Regions from separate parts of the Mus musculus genome. Here region 1 is linked to region 2. A link is a contact called in public HiChIP or PLAC-seq data. All regions are on one chromosome and are shown on one strand. Each heading gives the region's core, a stretch centred on a gene start, on an enhancer-like site or on the middle of the called end of the contact. The rest is flanking DNA. Distances are from core to core; before and after follow the strand shown.

Region 1 (4,429 bases), core at 1,167-3,666, 130 kb before region 2:
GAATTTATGAGAGGTGGGGGAGCCTGTAGAAGTCTGCAAACACCAGAACAACAGTGATAAGCTGAAGTTTTAGACAAGTAGTTACACAGTAGCATTTGGTCAGAGATCTAAATAAAGGGAGTCTATCCCTTGGGTAAGAAAGACCTCCGGCCCACTTACCATCTTGGGTTTCAGAGGCCTTGGAGATACATTGTGAATAGGCCCTGCCTGGCTGCACAGGAGGCTGAGCCGGATCTGGAACTGGTCTAGAAAGCACTTTCATGAACGCATCCAAATGCCCCGTAATCGGCTTGCTCTATTTTTGAATTGTGCACCTCAATCTCCTCCCCTTTTCCTGTGTCTCCAAATCTTAGTTTCATGATACAGCCACAGGGTGGAGATTAACCATGGCTAGGAAATTGAGAAAGTTGACAGTCTGCTACTTTATGGTCAGGTGATGCTGCGGTGGGGGCTTCCCTATCTGTCTCTGGGCTCAGTTTTCCATCTGGGAACATTAGGTTGGATGTTCTGAAAGAGGCCTGGTTTGATACCATGGCATGACTCTAGAATAGAGTCCCAGAAGGAGGAAAAGAAAAGCTGTGAAGAAACCCATCTAAGAGTCAGTCAAAGTCTTAGAATCTCACTCTCTTGTCAAAGGGGGAACCCGGCACTGAAGCATCAACATAGAGCCCTCAGCTATCGGAACCATGGTCTTCTGGGTCGAGTCTCACTGGTCTGTTTTGCATACCACACCAGAACTCTGTCCATATGAAATCAACCACAAGGCTTATTTCAAGACGTATCAAGATGCAGTGGTGGTGCATGCCTTTAATCCCAGCACTCGGGAGGCAGAGGCAGGCGGATTTCTGAGTTTGAGGCCAGCCTGGTCTACAGAGTGAGCTCTAGGACAGCCAGGGCTACACAGAGAAACCCTGTCTCGAAAGACCAAAAAAAAAAAAAAAAAAAGATATTTCTTACTTTATGTGCTTCTCCTTACCAACTCTCAGAGTAAAGCAACAGGGCCAAGCTATAAAACCTGCTTGAGAGGTAGCCTTTTATCATTGGGTCAGGCCAGGCACTGTTTGCTAAAGGCTCCATTCACCCTGGTGCTGCCATCATCCAGGTCTGAAATAACAGATGGTCAGGCTCAGAAGTGAATGTCCTGCTTCCTCCAGACAAGCTGTGTTTGCACAGGGGACAAGTGGCATGAGATCCCACTGTGGGCAATGGAAGAAACCAGGCCGCCTACCCAGCCTGCAATGGTCTTTGCAGAGCTCACAGCAGGAGCAAGCTTTCCAAGAGGTAAACAGAAGACAGCAGCCCTAATGAAGTTTTCTGTTTTCTTTGTTGGTGTTTGTTTTTCAAGTTATTTATGCCAAGTGCTTAAACAATCAAAAGCATTATGTTTATGATAAAACGGAAGGGATCTGTTTTACCATATAAGGAGAATGCACGAAGTCACATGAAATTTTAAAAGAAAAAGGTAAGCAGATACCCAAGGAACTCAGGCAGATGTGGGTCACCCCAGTGATGAGTTCAGAGGCCCTGGCTCAACTGCCTTCCCTTTGCAGTAGGGCTTCTTGGAGGGAGAATGGGATAGCCCTAGGAGAGCAAAGAAGCTGCCTTTCTCCAACTCCACAGGCATTCCCAGTAGGCTTGCTGCCTGTCAGCCATGGCTTTAGCACATTGGAATTAGATAAAATTGAGTTTCTGGGCCATATGGGGTTTTTGTTTTGTTTTGAATCTCCAAAATACAGATAACAGAACTGATTTCGTCACTTTACCTGAAGGTCAAGTTCCATGCCTCTGTCCACCCTAGAACAGTGCCTCCTAGTTGGCTGATAGCCAACCACTGTATCTGCCTGCCCCCAACCACAGGTAAAGATAACAGGGAAGTCTTCCCCAAAAAAGCAGCTATTCCTCCAAGGATCCCGCCTCCATCTTTGGAATCCTCCATTACAAAAGTTTACTAAGTAGCATTTGTAAAGAGAAGGTTAATCCAATCACCAAGTACCTAACTAAATTCTCACTGTGTGCCAGGGATCATGGAATAGACAATCCCTGCTCTCACAGAGTGCAGAGTAGGATAAGACAGCTAGGAAACACGACACGTGTGTGTGTGTGTGTGTGTGTGTGTGTGTGTGTGTGTGTGTGGCAGGGAGACTGTCTGAAGAAAACTGCAGATCTGCTGCATTTCCTGGCCATGCTGTGCTCGACGCTTCCTGCGGCATGGCTGTCCAATCCTAGCAGGCTAAGTCGGCAGAGTGGGGGTGGAGCAGCACCGGCAGAGTCAGGAAAACCAGCGCATTTTTAATTACAGTAATTTTTGGTTAACTTCTCTATTTTCTATTTGTCTTATGCATTTTAATGTGCATAATCTAACGACACAGACAGGCAGAGGTTCAAAATCTTTCACCTAAGAGGCCCCTAGGTGGCGATGCCTGGCAAGGCCTGTTGCTCTATGGGGTTCTCTATATACTCCAGCCTGCGTGTGGCCCTGGTCCACCTGGGGACACCTTCCTCTACGGCTTCACCTGGAACCCAGACACTGTCTAGATGAGGCAAGCTGGCCTTTTCTCCCTGCCTCTGGAAAGTGCCATCAGCCTTGGCTTCCTGGTCATGCCATGCTGGGGAGAGACTTACCTGTCAGTCCTGCTATGCCACTTTGGGTAACAGAGCTAGGCACTGTCCCAGGAGAGAGTACAGGCCTCTGCTGCCCAGAGAGCCAGACTGCAGGCTCCTTTCAGACTACCTGACAGCAGCATTCGCTCAGCACCAGCCACACCCAGTGATGCTGAGATGGGCCATTATCTTCATTACTTTTACCAGAAGGTCAAAAAGCTGCCAATAGAAAAAGGCCTTCACTTGTAAGCAAAATAGTAAGGATTCAGCCAGGGAAAGAGGTGCTATGGTCTTAGTATCAGCGGGTCAGTTGTTACCACGTTGGTAACTGGCATTGGACTGGAAGAAGGCAGCTAAGCATGGCGATCAGTAACGCACAGCAAGACCCAAGGCCAGGCTCAGGCCAGAGGAGGCGGGTGCTTATGTCCTGAGATAGTGCAGGGAACAAGCCAAGGGGCAGCCCTCAGAGGCCATTAAACCCTGGCTCCTCTAGAGTGAGGGATGCTATAAATGCCTCCTGGATCGAGCAAAACCAGATTCCAGTGGTCAGGTGGAGAACAGCAGTGACCTGAGGAACTGGTGAGTGGTGGTGGCACGGCAGGGGACATTATTGAGGGAATTACACTTAGTTTTTCTTCTTCATCATCTTTTTTAAACTGTCAAACAGTCTGAGTGTGGGGTGTGGCCTTAGTCTGAGTGGCCTTAGGACATATTCTGTTATTTCTTCTCCGGTCTTAAAGCCTCACTTTCCCCTAAAACCCCTAAAGTAAGGCATAGAGCTAAAGAGGACGTGGATTCCAAGGGTCAATGTTGGGGGCAGTCAAGACCTCAACTCTGCCATTTGTGGTCGTACATACAAATGTGGCGACATTTCTTAGCCTTTTCTTCCTCAGTTTATCATCCTATAACAGCAGAAACCAAGCTCTCACGTCCTGAAAGAAATACCATTTATTGACAAAATATGCAGGTGCCCAGAACATATTAAGCAGATACTTGGGCATCAAAAGATGCATAAGTCCACACAGATCATTTTCCTCCTACTACCCCTTCCCCCTCACCACGTCTAGCTGTTTGCACCTCCATTGAGGGCACGCCGCCCATCCCAGTGCTGAGGCCAAAGACCTGGTACTGTTCTTCAAGCTTTGCTTCCACAGCCTGATACAGAGTTATGCTGGGCTGGCTCTGGCTGGCTCCAGCTGACTTGTAAGAGCAGAGTGCACGCTGTTCTTTCTTAGTCCTTTAGGAGACTGGATGGAGCCTTGGTGGGGACACAGGGAACTCTACAGACAAGGGTTTCTCTGTCAACACTGCTGACTTATCAGCAGATGATGGTCCTCTCATAAGCAGGTCCTATTGACTCTAACTACAGACTCCAGAAACTTCTCACCATCTACTGCCACAATCAAGCTCCCAGTGACCACCATCTCTTGCCCAGCGACTAGGCCAGGATGACTTCCTCCTCAGCCTCCCACTTTCTCTTGCCCGGCTGCAGCCTCTCTTTCACACAGCTTCCTAGGGGAGCTGAATACCCAGTGTCCAGGACAGCGCATATAGCAAACATTGAGTACTCTCCATCCTGCCAATGCAGTGAATGCTACCGTTTCCCTGAGTCCCACCTGCTACAGTGACCCCCACCATCGTTTCATTAAGGCAGACAGGATGGATTGAGCCTGGGTGGAGACTGAGCTGAGCCAGATCCAGCACATCCTCTGAGGGCCCAGGGAATTTCTGTTAGCATTTCTCCACTCGCTTCCCAGTCTGCTCTTCTTCATCTGCAAAAATAGCAAGGAGCCAACAGCAACGTCCCAAGTGGACTGTGCATAGTAGG
Region 2 (4,606 bases), core at 1,292-3,791:
TCCCGATCATTTTTTCCCCTCTCTCTACTCCTCCCAGTTCCTTCCCACCTCCCTTCCCAACCAGATCCACTCCCTTTCTGTCTCTCGTTAGAAAGGAGCAGACGTCTGAGAGATGATAATCAAGTATTAAAAATAAAATATATGATAAGAGAAAATAAGACTATCATATCAAAATTGGACAAGACAAACCAACAGAAGAAAAAGAGCCCGAGAAAAGGAACAGGTGTCAGAGACACGCTTGTTCACACGCTCAGGAGTCCGGTAAACATGCTACACCGGAAGCTGTAGTATTTAGTGGGAGGCCCTGGGCAGACCCGTGCGGACCCAGTCCGGTGCACGCCACTTCACACTCTGTGAGTTCGTATGAGCTTTGCTCATGTTGATTTTGAGGGTCATGTTTTCTCGGTGGCTTCCATCCTCTCTGGCTCTTACATTCTTTCTGTCCCCCTTTCCCCTCTTTCACGGGGCTCCCTGAGCTCTGAGGGGAGGGATTTGATGGAGACACCCCATTTAAGGCCGAGTGTTCCAAAGACCTGACGTTTTATTTGGACCCACATTCCTTTGGCTTGAAGACATTCGCTTCACGTACGTACGTTGATGCTGCGGTCTGCTGGCTGCTTCAGGATTGCAAGCTTCTCTCCTGAACGACGACATTTTCATTGTCCACTGAAACTACATTGACACCTTTTCCTTTCAGAGTTAAACAATGTCACTGATTGTCTTGTCACTTACATTATTTATGGTATTTCATCTTTTCCCTTGGCTGCTGCTGCAGCTTTGAAGTTTTTTTTTTCCCCTTTCTGATTAGTGTCTGGTACCGCATTTATGCCATGTGCTGATGCTATATGGTGTGGCGATGTCGTTGTCTTTATATTTAACCTCCTTAATGTTGAGTGAACTGGGATCTGTGAATATGTAGCACTCGAGTTTGTAAAAATTTCCAGACACTATTTCTTCAAAAAATATATCTCCCTCCCTCCCTTCTTCTGAGACTCCAATTCCATGTTAGACTGTTTGGTATTCTCTAAGGTCCCTTGACTTTAGACAGTTTGCTATTATTAAACAACCCCACGCTTTAAGGGTTGGGTTTTCTAGGGTCTTTGTGATGGTCCACTTGTGAACCCACCTTTGGGTGCTCCTATGAGGGCATTTCCAGAGATAATTAGATCATGAGTACTCTGAAATAACGAATTAGCTAATTCCTTGATGCCATCATAATATGGTGACACTCCAGGAAGGTGGTGAAGGCTAGGAAGTGGGGCTACTTGGAGGAAGCAGGTGACTGTGGGACTGTTTGCTATAGTTTTCTGTCTCACTCTGCTTCTCACGAAGAACAACCTCTGTAACACACGCCATAGTAGTCTGATGAAGTTTATGGGGCCGAATAACCATGCACTGAATTCTCCGGAATGGGGGGCCAAAATAGGTCTTTCCTCATTGTAGATTGCTTATGTCAGATACTCTACCAGAATTCGAGACAGGAACGTAATAATGTTTTTAGTGAATTCCCTGGGTGTTTTGCAAGTTTTCTTCCTTCTGGATGGTTATTAACAGGAATGTCTCCCAGGCGCATGTAGGATCTATTCGTTCGTCAGCTCATGGACCGCTGGTAAATGTTCTTTGGTAGTTGCTCTCTAGGTAGTCGTGGTGTACAGATATCAAAAGATACAGGGTCACCCGGCGACCTAGCAGATGCTTTCTCCTTGAAGCTCTTTGTTTTGTATTCCTGTGCCTCAAACTCCAGCCACTACGCTCCCCTTTAGCTTTGATCCACATTTCTTCAGCTCAGGAGGCCCCATCCTCTGCATGTATTCCTCATTCCTATTTTGGGGTCTGATGCAAGGTTAGAAGTAGAAACCCAGGGACTCGTTTAAATTATTTTCTAGTGCCTAAAAACAATTATTTCATAAAATTTTGCAGTACTGGATATATACAACTTTTAGTGACAAAGGTAGTTGGTTCCCTTAATTCCATCACAGCCAGAGTTTGTTTCAGGAATCACTTTTAAGGTAAATTGTTATGGTTGTCATAGAGTTAACAAGGGCTGGACCAAAGCAAGATAGAGAAACCACATGAGTCTGCTCATCTGCAATGTTTATAGGATAGACTATGATATTGAAGCAGGAGTTCTTTTAGGTATCAAAGCCCTAGAGATGCTAGACCAATCATTTTGGAGAACTTCACAGCTGAAAGGTTGGCAAAGGAGATTCAGAGAGTTCCTGAGCCAATACTGTGACAGGAGCAAGAGCACTTGAACTAAGAAAAGATAAGGGTAAAAGAAAAGGCTGGTGACGGACCAACCTTCAGACTGAAAGGAAGCCTTCAGAGATGCAAAGCCAAAGAAATAGTCAGGGCTCACAGTGCCATCATGACGTCTCTTAGGTACAGGGAAATGAGACAACCACTTAGGTTTAGAGGGTATGGGAGAGAGGGAGAATCTATTCATCCATTAAATATTTTCTGTGCCTGTAGTTTACTAAGCGCTGACATGGGCACTTTCCAGTGTACTCAGTGAGAGAGAGTGTTGACACACATGCATTTCCCTGTAATTAGGGAAGAAACCAAATGGCATATGTTCCTGGGTGGTTTCCATGGCTGCGTCCTATTCTCTGTCTGCAACCTGGTGAGTTTCAGTTCCTTATCCTCAGCCTGGCTTTCCTTTCCTTATGGCCTTAATGTCTGGGGAGGGGGATCCCCTTTACCACTCCAGAAATAGAATGTGTTCATGGGGGGGGGGGAGGGTGGTGAAGGTGGATTACATCAGAAAAAAAGGCTCTAGGAGCCAAGTCAGGTTATTTCCATTCACCCTGTGGAGACAATTTACAGTCTTAGAATACTGGTTTCTGTGTCCCAGGAAGGACATTTTAGGACCAGTAGCATCTTATGACATCACTCGGGAGGATTTCCTGACTCAGGCAGGGCTGGGTAGGGTGTAGTAAAAAGTCCGTGGACCTTGTTCTTGACCGCCAAGGAATCACAGAGACAAATCCTCAGCATGCATGCTCATTAGCTATAAGAATAAGTTATTCATCTACCCAGAACCCAGATTTATTACCTGTAAAGTGGAGTTATTTTAAGAATTTGGTAGAAAGTCAAAAGAGAGATATGAAAAGGGCCGACTGCTAAACGTGGAACAGGTAGACATCGCTAGCCCTTCCTTCCGTGCTTCCTTGACCCTCACTAAATCACACAGGACTGAGGACTCTTGGTGAGGAGGGCTATGAATTAAAGAGAGCATGTGTGAAAATGCATTCTCTTCCCTCAGACTCTGTCTCTCTGTGTTTTTCTCTATCTCTGTCTCTGTCTCTCCCTCTCTGAAGTTATATCAGGGAACATGGCATTTAGAGTTGTCTACTAAAAGGCTGTTTTTTAAAAAAGATTTATTTATTTATTTCATGTATGTGAGTACACTGATACTGTCTTCAGACACACCAGAAGAGGGCATGAGATCCCTTTACAGATGGTTGTGAACCACCATGTGGTTGCTGGGAATTGAACTCAGGACCTCTGGAAGAGCAGTCAGTGCTCTTAACTGCTGAACTAGTTAAAAGCCCCACTAAAAGACTTTTGAGGAAATGAAACCCAAGACCCAAAGATGCTCTGGTAGACCTCTTTTGTTTTGTTTTGTTTTTGTTTCTAGATCTCTGTTCTAAACCACCATGTCTTTGATTCTCTAGGGCTATCTGAAGCAAGCAGTTGGGTAATTTCATCCTTTGGACCAGAGGAGAAAAATATCCCTGAGGTACCTTGTTCTTAACTGCCAAGCCCTTTACTATAGTGTCATCCCTTAATATGATGTCACCAATAGCCAATCATCTGTTACCCTGCTTCTAGGAAGTGACATTCTCAAAGGCCCAGATTTGGAAGACCAGGTGACCCAAGAGCTGCTTACTCTCTCCTTCCCCCTCTCCCCCTCCCTCTCCCCCCTCCCCTTTCTCTCCCCCTCCCGTCTCTCTCATTCGCCTCAGATTCCTGGGGTTCATCTGTTCGGTAACCCCTTTACTGACTGAAATGTAGCTTCTACCTTTTGTGAACCTGCATTCTGGCTGCTGTGTGATGACCACGAAGCCAAATCTTCTAGCCAAAAACATGGCTTATGGAACATCTAATTGATGACTGGAGGTACCGGATATTTACCCACCAATTGTTATCCCTCAGTGATTTAAAGTGGCTCTTCCCTGAACATTAATTCTGACCCACGAATGGGCTAGCCTGCTTTTGTCACTAGAGTATTCTTCTGAGCAACGAGACACAGGTATTTGAAGTAGTCTACCTCCATTAAACAGAAACTGTTGGTGATATCTAAGGCTGGCGGTACTTTTTGTGGTAACCCCCAGGTGATTTCTAAGTTAACATGTAGTTGGGGTATTTGTTGAGCATGTACTATAATGATATTCTTGGTATCATTCTACAAGTTCTGAAGACCTGGCAGTTAAAATGACAAACCAGCTTCACTTCTCAAGGTTCAGATTCTTTAAAAAAAAAAAATTTTTTTTTTTACACAACAGTAACAACCCCAGGCAGTTTCTACCAAGGCCCCAAACAGCCCAGCCCTTCTGTTTCCCATTCAGATGTTTCAGACACTTCCACAGCCCGACATCCCCTG

The links. HiChIP or PLAC-seq counts read pairs in DNA pulled down with a chosen protein or histone mark.
Region 1: a contact with region 2 is called in a PDX1 HiChIP or PLAC-seq map of a beta-TC-6 cell line, with 10 times the contacts expected there. The contact joins two enhancer-like sites. A contact is called at or near these places in 2 of 484 Hi-C or Micro-C datasets (nephron progenitors and pancreatic cancer cells) and 2 of 115 datasets of contacts at active chromatin or transcription factors (a beta-TC-6 cell line and large pre-B cells).

Annotation. Positions count from the first base shown.
Region 1 is chr8:93,842,093-93,846,521 of GRCm38.p6, reverse strand. All of the region lies in intron 2 of Gnao1 (guanine nucleotide binding protein, alpha O), which reads right to left. Among named protein-coding and RNA genes, the nearest start is that of 4930488L21Rik, 31 kb to the right of the region's middle. Within about 2 kb of position 2,416, at least 18 of the 459 cell types and tissues checked have an H3K27ac peak or open chromatin away from gene starts, as enhancers often do.
Region 2 is chr8:93,711,451-93,716,056 of GRCm38.p6, reverse strand. The region is part of intron 1 of Gm26843 (a long non-coding RNA gene); the gene reads left to right. It overlaps Gm30606 (predicted gene, 30606), which reads left to right. Exons shown (of 3, transcript NR_154559.1): 2 at 3,678-3,742. Among named protein-coding and RNA genes, the nearest start is that of Gm30606, 6.2 kb to the left of the region's middle. Within about 2 kb of position 2,541, at least 8 of the 459 cell types and tissues checked have an H3K27ac peak or open chromatin away from gene starts, as enhancers often do.